Linked DNA regions of Mus musculus: region 1 is linked to region 2. The links are chromatin contacts, called in public HiChIP or PLAC-seq maps. All regions are on one chromosome and are shown on one strand. The core of a region is the stretch at or near the end of the contact, and the rest is flanking DNA. Distances in the headings are between cores, read along the strand shown. Region 1 overlaps Lpp (LIM domain containing preferred translocation partner in lipoma). Region 2 overlaps Gm46545 (predicted gene, 46545).

Region 1 (4,357 bases), core at 1,655-4,154, 810 kb after region 2:
GTCATTGAGAAAACAAATAGCACTGCCCCTAGAAGCATTGTGGGTGTGGCTGCTGTGTCATATGTGCATCACTAGGTGGCAGAGAGTGTAGAGAGGCTATGCCTGTGCTCAGTTCTCTGATCTATAAACATCTGAATGATTAGCAGCCTAATATTTCCTGAAAGAAATAGGCCTGGAATGACCACCAGTCTGGAGGCTTGCAGGCCCCAGCAGTTCCCAGGTTTGAGAGCAAGCCAGAGACTGGAAGAACCATGCCTGAGACTGAAGGCCCCAGTGAGTTTCCAGTATTGATAGAGTAGCAGAAGCCCGAAGCCTTGTATCAGACCAACAAGTCATTGCAATGAACATTTGCAAGCAGAAAAGTGTAGACGAAAAGGTCTGCTTTGGGACCCACTACAGCTTTCACAATAAGATTGTCTGATCTCTGCTGGCAAGGAGGTTTCAAGGGTGGACGGCAGGTATGATGGGACTAGGTGTATGATGTGAAATTTACAAAAAGAAAAAACAATAAAAACGTTTTTTAAAAGGACAAAAAAAAAGAAAACAAATAACAATGAATGCTGGAGAAGATGTGAACACAAATGAGACCTTATGCAATGCAAATAAGAATGTAACCGAGTTCAGCCATTCTGAAAGTGTGTACCAGAGTTTCTCAGACTAAAAATATGTCTGCCATATGACCAAGCTCTTTCACTCGTGGGCACTTAGCTCAAATACTGTATACATCACAGAGATACTTGCATATTGATGGTAGTACTATTTGCAGTTTACCCCAAAGACTGCAAGGCAGCATATCACATGGTACTTACATATTGGTGGTTATGGGAGCAGTATTCACAGTAATGAATTTAAGTATCCAGCCTAGGCGTCCATCATTGAAGGAGGAATGAAGTTGGGGCTGGAAAGATGGCTTGAGGATTCAGAGCACTGCCTGATCTTCCAAAGAACCCAAGTTTGATTTCCAACATCCACGTGGTGCTTCATACAACTGCCTGTAACAACCCTCTTCCGGTCTCCTCAGGCACCAGGCACGCATTGTGCACAGACATACGTGTATACAAAACACCTGTGCACATAAAAATAAACTAAGAATAAATAAAATGTGAACAATGACCATATCAGGAAACATGCTCATGTGGAAGAGTGAAGAGTCTCACTTGTTACAGGGTCCCATAATGACTTCTGAGAGTGAGAGAACGGTCCTCTCCCAAGATTGCCCCGATTGGTTATCCAGCACAAAGCAGTCAGCCCTGGATCCACATACATCTGAACAAAATGGATAGAAGGTGGTGTGTGTGTGTGTGTGTGTGTGTGTGTGTGTGTGTGTGTGTGTAACAATAATAGAGAAAAGGAGGATATCAATTTGAGTGGTAGGCATGAGGGAGAACTGGAGACAGGAAAGGGATACAGGAAGTGGGATAATTATATTTTAATTAAAACATAAAAATTATTTAACAATTATTTTTAAGTTAAAAAGAAAACAGGCTGAGCAAGCTATGGGGAGTAAGCCGCTAAGCTGCATTCCTCCATGGCCTGAGTTTCAGCTTAAAAGCAAAAACAGAAGAATAATGGAAGGAATGTCTTGTCAGGACCACCAGCCCAGGGATGGCACACTACCCATAGTGGGCGGTAACCTCCTACATCAATCATTAAGGAAATGTTCCATGGACTCACCTATAGCGTGATCTTATGAGGGAATTTTCTCAGTCGAGGTTTCCTCCTCTCAGATGACTATACCATGTGTCAAGTTGGCATACAACTAGCCAGCAAAAAAGCAAAGGACTAACAAGAGAGGAAAAGGACCACAAAGGGAAGGATAGCAGAGTTTGAGGTACTGACTATGTCCTTATAGACTTGCTTGAATATGTCTTTTGCATACAGTTATTACTAGGAAGATGTTTTAAAATAACTTTTGTGAGCAAATACAAACAGCAAGCAGGCTTGAAAATACCTCTGGAAGCTCATATCCTGTACTTGCTTAGCCTATTGGTTTTCCTAGACTGCCTGTCTCTCCTTACATCTCGCCTATCATGCATTTGGAATTCAGTCTGGCTATTCAGGCTTAGCTCAACTATTAAGACATCCATAAGGCATTTAAATTTATAGTACTAGCATGACAACCACAGGTTTCAGTACATTGAGGAAGCCCTTGTAGTGTCCCAAGATAAAGGAGACCTGATTTATATACTTGGTTTCACCAACATTAAGGACATTGTTACATGTGGAAAAGAGAAGATAGGTACACAGGATCCCAGGCTGGCCACAGACAGTAGTAACATATGAAATCTTTTGGTATGTGTATCAGCTTTCCGGACCTCTGCTCCTGGAATATTTGATTTGCTAAGCATCCATTGCTTAGAAGCTCTGCATGCCGGCCCTGTGCCAGAGCTCCTTGCTTCCTGCTGCCTAGTCAACTGTGCTTCCTTCATGCCCTGGTGCCTAGAGGCCTGCCGACATTCCTCTGGCCTTTCCTGTTTAAGGCACTGAGGATTTTGTCTAAGTGACAGGCTGTGGTATGCTTTTACTAATGTGTTGTCTGAGTCCCTCTCAAAGCAAAGATACCCTCTGCCTGAGTTGCTTGCTCTGCATTCTGAATGCTCTCCTGAGGAATAGTTTATATATTCTTGTTAATGTAAAGGGGGAACATTTGGGCGCCTTGTTTTCTGTTGCTGGTTTGTAGACCTATTTTTAACTTTTGTTCTTTGCTGTTTTTTCCCCCTATGATTGTGAATTGGAAGGTGTCAGACTGGCTGCCCTTGAGGCTGGTGTCCCTAATTTATCCCAAGAATAGGAAGAATTTAAAGGAGGTAACAAAACTGGTCAGGCCCAGGTCCGGGTCCAGCACATTAGCCCAACCTACTCTGGAAGAATATTCTCCAGACGTAAAGAGAGACTTGTTTCTGAGAATGTAGGCCATCTGCTTCTGTGGCGAGCACACAGATGCTCGTTGAGGCCAGTGGTTTGCATCCAGTAAGCCACAGATGTTCATCCTTTCTTTGGCGGTGGGGGTGGGGCAGAAAGCAGCATTTTTCTGCCTCCCCCCTCTACCTGTCAAAATTGCATTCTCAATTGCCTTTCCTGGGAAAACTCTTGCAGAGGTGTTTTAGATGTGACTTCCCTTGCATATTTCGGTAGCACTTTTCTCTGCAGTGTGCCACACATGGTGCCTTAGACTGTTGAACCCGGGAAATTCCTCAGTCATGGTAAGAAGCGCTAGTGGTGACTAGTCCACTTCTTCTTGTCACACAAAAGCACACTGAAGTACTGGACAACGAGCTGACGTGAAGGAGATTGAAAACGAAATATTTTTCTTTCTGGAGCAGGCTTTCACTGTAGGCTGGTGATCAAAGATGTCCCATACCTGGGATAGCTGTCTAACTCTCCAGATGCCTTATAGGCTCAGGATATACATTCTTGTGCTGCACTTTGAACCAGAATAAGACAGCTGCTACTGCTGCCTAGCCAGCCACTGTGCCCCTCTCATGACCCCATCCTTATTTTGCCAAAGTATGTTTCTTAGATCCCTTGTGCTGCTTGACATCCTGTTAAGTGGTCCTTTCTGACTTAAACAAAACAAAAGGGAAAGTTAATATAGAAGAATAAGTGTGTTGACTTATATTGAATTTATAATATAAAAATCTACTTCTCATTCGAATCCAGTGGACTTGTAATAATGTTCACATGCTTTAATCTATTTTCCGCAACCCTCAGTGTGTTTTCTACAGTGAAATGCCATTTGTTGGCATAAAATTCTCAGAGGTATGGCATCATTTTTCAAACAGAGTATGCTTCATTTGATAGTAAGCCAGTAAAGTTTGGAGATGTGGTTTTGTTTTCAGCCTAATTACGAAAAGAGTGACAAATGAAAAAATTAATTTTCTTATTCTAACCAAAAAAGTATATGAATTTAAAGCATTTCTAACTATATGTCTAATGATAAAACAACTATAAACTATATTACAAATATCACAATTGTATTAAACATCAAGAAGATAGCCTGAAATTTCACATTAATATAGTTGTAGCAGACACAGTCCATTTTTTAAGACTTAAACTTCTTTTTCTCAGTGTTTCAAATTAGTTTGTTTGTTTTTTAAGATATGCTCCAATCCTGCAAAAGAATACAAAGGAATATTTACAGGACCACATGCAATCTGAGAGAAATATATTTACCTCTTCTCACTCATTGAAACATTTACCCCTCCCAGTTTTGAGTGTGAAGTGGCTGTCAGTCCAATGTGACGGGGTGCTGAAAGCCTTCTTCAATGAGAAGTCATTCCATAATGCCCCATATACCAGATCTGCACTGATGAACAGGCAGTGCAGCTGTGGGGCTGGAATAGATACTTTATCCAAG
Region 2 (4,343 bases), core at 675-3,174:
CTGACGGACTGAGATATGCTTCCCTAGTACGCCTTCTGCACACACCCTGCTTTTCCCTTTGTAGAAGTCAGGTCTGGTTCTTCTTCTCAGTCTCGTGCTGTCAGAAAGAAGACTCAGGCTCAACATATATTTACAAATGCCTTGGCCATACAGCTAGGCTCTTCTCTGACTCGATCATAACTTAGATTAAACCCATTTATCCTAATCTACATTCTGCCATGTGACTGGTTACCTGTGCTCAGGTACCACACATCGATCTCCTCACATTTTCCCTGGTGAATTTCCTGTGCCTGGCACTATCCCAAAATCCTTTCTGCTTTTTGGATGTCCCACCTCCAACTTTCTGACTCCGCTATAGGGCATCAGTTATACTATTGACAGGTGTCACATCCATACAGACACAAGATATTTTCTCTACACCCCTCATAGTCTAGTGACTTGATTCTTCTTTTCTTTTTCCTTTTTCTTTTTCTTTTTCCTCTTTTTTCTTTTTTCTTTTCTTTCCTTTCTTTTCCTTCCCTTTCCTTCCCTTTTCTTTCCATCCCTTCCCTTTTCTTTTCTTTCCCTTTTCTGTCAGAGTGAAGCCCCTGAATGTAAGAAGAAATCTTTCACCAACCAGCCAGCACTTCAAAGGTGTCAACCAGAGTACGTTGGACAATGAGCTAAAACAATGAAATTAGAGTGAAAGTATGGATCAGGGAGATCTATAGACGCACACTGAAATCCTAAGGGTAGGCTACCTCTTCCATGGTCAGTACAGGATGGCTGAGTGCCAGCTCTAAGTCATGCATGTCACCCTGTAGGAGTGGATAAAGCCATTAGCGAGCCTGGGTGGGGATAGCTTTCTTTGCTCGGGTTGTGTTGCAGTACAGGAGGGTTGAACCCAATGAGCAAGTAGGGGTGAGGGAGGAGAGGCAATGAGAAAGTGTGATTTTTATTTGTTTACCTCTCACCTGTCGGGGCACCTTGGGCCATGGATGAAATGAATTAGGCTTTAAAAAAACCAAACCAAACCAAAAAAATGAACCAGTCACTCTTCAACATGGTCCGCAGAGCAGCAGCAATGGAATTCCATACCAGAGCAACAGAAATATAGAAGTGGATTGACAGTCGGAATCAGCAACTTCAGAGGGGGCCCAAGCAATCACCTATTCTATCTGGTCCTCATGTTCTGAGGCACGGTCAAGTTTGAGAACCACAGGGCTATCTATACACAGGGACTTTTAAAGTCCTTTCCTTTTGTTTGTAGTTGCAATGGTCTATATTTCTTCTATTGATGTCTTAGTCCTTTTGCTGATGAAGGAGCAGATACTCACCCTCACTCATTCCATTTATATGTTCTACCCAGCAAAGTCCTTGTCCTCTAAGACCTCAAGAACATCCACAGTTTAGGACCCTGGGGTGTCCCTGGACATGTGCTCTAGTGGTGGATCCTTTGAGAAGACATCCTATGTTGGCATTCTGATCCAGGGCCTAGCAGGCCCAAGGCAGGGTTTATGTCAGAGGCCTCAGGGAGGGTGAGGCTGAGGTCCAAAGAGGCCTGGTGAGGAGGGAGGCTGAGGTTCAGGGGTGTGACAGTGTAATCCCCTTACCCAGTGTCCCATCCTGGGGATGTGAAGAAAAGCTGTCCTGTGTTCTAAGAGGCTGGTTGCAGCCTCAATTCATTTTCACATTGGCTGCCTTTGGGGCCAATATGCCTCCACCCTGAATTTTCTATCCCTTTCAATGGGGCTCAGCAAATCATATGAAAAAGTCAAGAGGCTGTTTAAGAAGCACTCATCTGGACCCACAGACACACACACACACACACACTCTCTCTCTCTCTCTCTCTCTCTCTCTCTCTGCCCCTCCTCCAATGCCATGATGATTCACTTCACATCTCTTCTCCTGTCATTTTATGGAGTCATGATGATGGTGAGGATGAGCTTTAGGGGATAGAGTGGGTGTGGGGAACTCCGTGGTTAGAGGACCTCGCAGTGGGGACACCCTGTTGCAGAAGCAGAACTCAAATGGTTTGGGTAATTATCTGTATGATAGATGAAATCCAAAGAGCACAGAACCAAAGAAAGACAAACACCCATTCCCTGATGCCCACCCCACCCCACCCCCAGCAGCCAGGCACCCACTCTTTTACCCCAAAGCAGAGATCATACCAAGAGCAGAAAGAGGCAGGGTGGAGAAGCAGAAGGGCAGTTCTGGGCCCTGGAGCTTGTGACAGTGGCTACCTTCCTAACCATCCCAGCAGATGTCCCTCTAGCAGACAGGCAGAAGGAAGTCTCTGTGGTCTGGGGCCCCACCCTGGATAGTTCTGTAATGGTGCCATTCTCAGAAGAGGAAGTGCAATGCCATGGGTAGGCACCGAGGTCTTTCTCCCAAGGGACACTCTACTTCTTGGTCCAGGTGATATTGAATGATATCCGTGGCTATTCCATCTCTTTGTGTCTTGCTCTCTGAAAGTAGAGAATGTTAGCCATGCCAGCACAAGCCCCTTGCCTAGGCACGTGAGAAAGCACAGTGGATAGGGCTGTTTATATTGGCACTTCTCCTTTATCTAACGTTGCCAGCTATAGGAGTTTCACGTGCAGTATCTCATCGGTGCCCTCTGTCAAGCCTGGCCATACATTCTTAGCCTTGTAAGGAAAACAAGATGGAGAGAGGTTGGTTTCCAGTGTCACACAGCAAGTCTAGAGTGGCTTAGGGGTTTTGAGTAGAGACTTGTCATTTCAGCACAACATTCTGCTCTCTCACCCATGAAAATTCAAGGCCTTTTCAAGAAAATGCTATCCCCTGGTTGTGCCATCATTGCCTCATGCCTCTGACTCTCCAGATGCTTGCAATTCTCACAAACAATATTCTGTTTCCCTCGTTTCTGGAATCCAGCCTCTCGACACGCGGGCAGATTTGGCTGTGACCTCTACTCTATTTTCTTCAGAGTCCAGACAGAATTCCTTAAGAGTCCACAAGGACTTATTGCATTTACTAGTTCTCAATGAGGTCAAAGGGAAACATTGGTCCTGTGGGTTCTCCGGAGCATGACTCTGACCTCTATAGCAGCTTGGGCCTTGAGATGGTGAGACTTCATAAGAGAAGGCAGACTCCTAAGACATTCCGGGTTGGGGGCTCTTCCCAGTGGGTGCCATTGTTCCCCATGGTTGGGAATCACAGTGTGGGCTCAGGCCCCCTCTGCTCTGGAGCTGGGCACCTTCCCCACTTGCTCTCTTGGTGGCCAGTCCCACACCTGTTTCTTAATTCTCTTCTCACCACACTTCTGAAATAAAGATGGTTAACAGCTGTCTATAAAATGCTTTCTGACCAGGCATCAGGCATTGTACCAGAGCCAAGTACTGTGGAACAAATGAGCTCTGCCCAGACTCACCTCCCAAGGCATTCAAGTGTGGGAGAAACCCAAAATGCCGTGGCTGGAGAGGGTATTTTAGCAGTTGACACACCAAACAATCTACTCAGCCTCATTCACCCTGAGGCCTCGGACACAAGCCCCGCCTCAGGCCTGCTGGGCCACTGGACCAGGATGCTAACATAGGATGTCTTCTCAAGTTGGGATGGCCTATATGACTCTACATCTAATGACATCTCCTAATAGCATCTGACTCCTCTTCCAGAAGGCAACCCAGTTCTTCCCAGTACACCACTGTCAGGAAGTTCTGTCCTGCAACAACTGGGGAATTGTCCATTTTCCATCTTCTCCACCCTTCACTACTTTGTCCTCTGAAAGAATCCCCAAGGTAGTCTGCCTTTCCTCTCCATTTCTGGCAGTAGACAGAAGGCAGAGCCTTCATGTCCTCTCTTTCTAGGGAGACTGAGGTTGCCCTCTGCAGTGAGCATAAAAAAGAGGCACAAGACACTGAGTTTCACCTTCATCTCATCCATCTCTATTGATTTTATTGATTTGATAATGAGCTTTCTCCATGTCCTCACATATGTGTGTCCTGGAGGTGCCTGCCAGCTTACTGCTGGAATACTGTGTTCTGGGCTCCATGGAAAAATCACAAAGTCAATAACAAATGGAAAGGGAAGAAGGGAGGGAGGGAGGGAGGGAGGGAGGGAGGGAGAGAGGGAGGAAGGAAAGAAGGAAGGGAGGAAGGAAGGAAGGAAGGAAGGAAGGAAGGAAGGAAGGAAGGATGAGCTGATTAGAGGGTGAGAGCTCCTGTGAGGAGGTGGAGAAGAAAGACGATCCCTCTCTACTGCACTCCTGTGGCCCCTAGAAAGGGTATCCATCACAGACAGACCAGGTGTCTGTGTGGTCCTCTAGGGACTGCATCCCTGCATGTCTCTCTCCTCTGTCATGAAGAATGCTCAAGGCTGTAGAGTTATATAGAACAGCA

Evidence for each region. HiChIP or PLAC-seq counts read pairs in DNA pulled down with a chosen protein or histone mark.
Region 1: a contact with region 2 is called in an H3K27ac HiChIP or PLAC-seq map of large pre-B cells, with 6 times the contacts expected there. The contact joins two enhancer-like sites. A contact is called at or near these places in 3 of 484 Hi-C or Micro-C datasets (bone marrow-derived macrophages and liver), 1 of 115 datasets of contacts at active chromatin or transcription factors (large pre-B cells) and 1 of 9 other capture datasets (embryonic stem cells).

What each region holds. Positions count from the first base shown.
Region 1 is chr16:24,884,152-24,888,508 of GRCm38.p6, forward strand. All of the region lies in intron 9 of Lpp (LIM domain containing preferred translocation partner in lipoma), which reads left to right. It overlaps Gm22672 (a small nucleolar RNA gene), which reads left to right and starts at 22; the gene lies at 22-155. Within about 2 kb of position 2,905, at least 19 of the 459 cell types and tissues checked have an H3K27ac peak or open chromatin away from gene starts, as enhancers often do.
Region 2 is chr16:24,074,372-24,078,714 of GRCm38.p6, forward strand. It overlaps Gm46545 (predicted gene, 46545), which reads right to left. Exons shown (of 2, transcript NR_155457.1): 2 at 2,104-3,268. Among named protein-coding and RNA genes, the nearest start is that of Gm46545, 6.1 kb to the right of the region's middle. Within about 2 kb of position 1,925, at least 31 of the 459 cell types and tissues checked have an H3K27ac peak or open chromatin away from gene starts, as enhancers often do.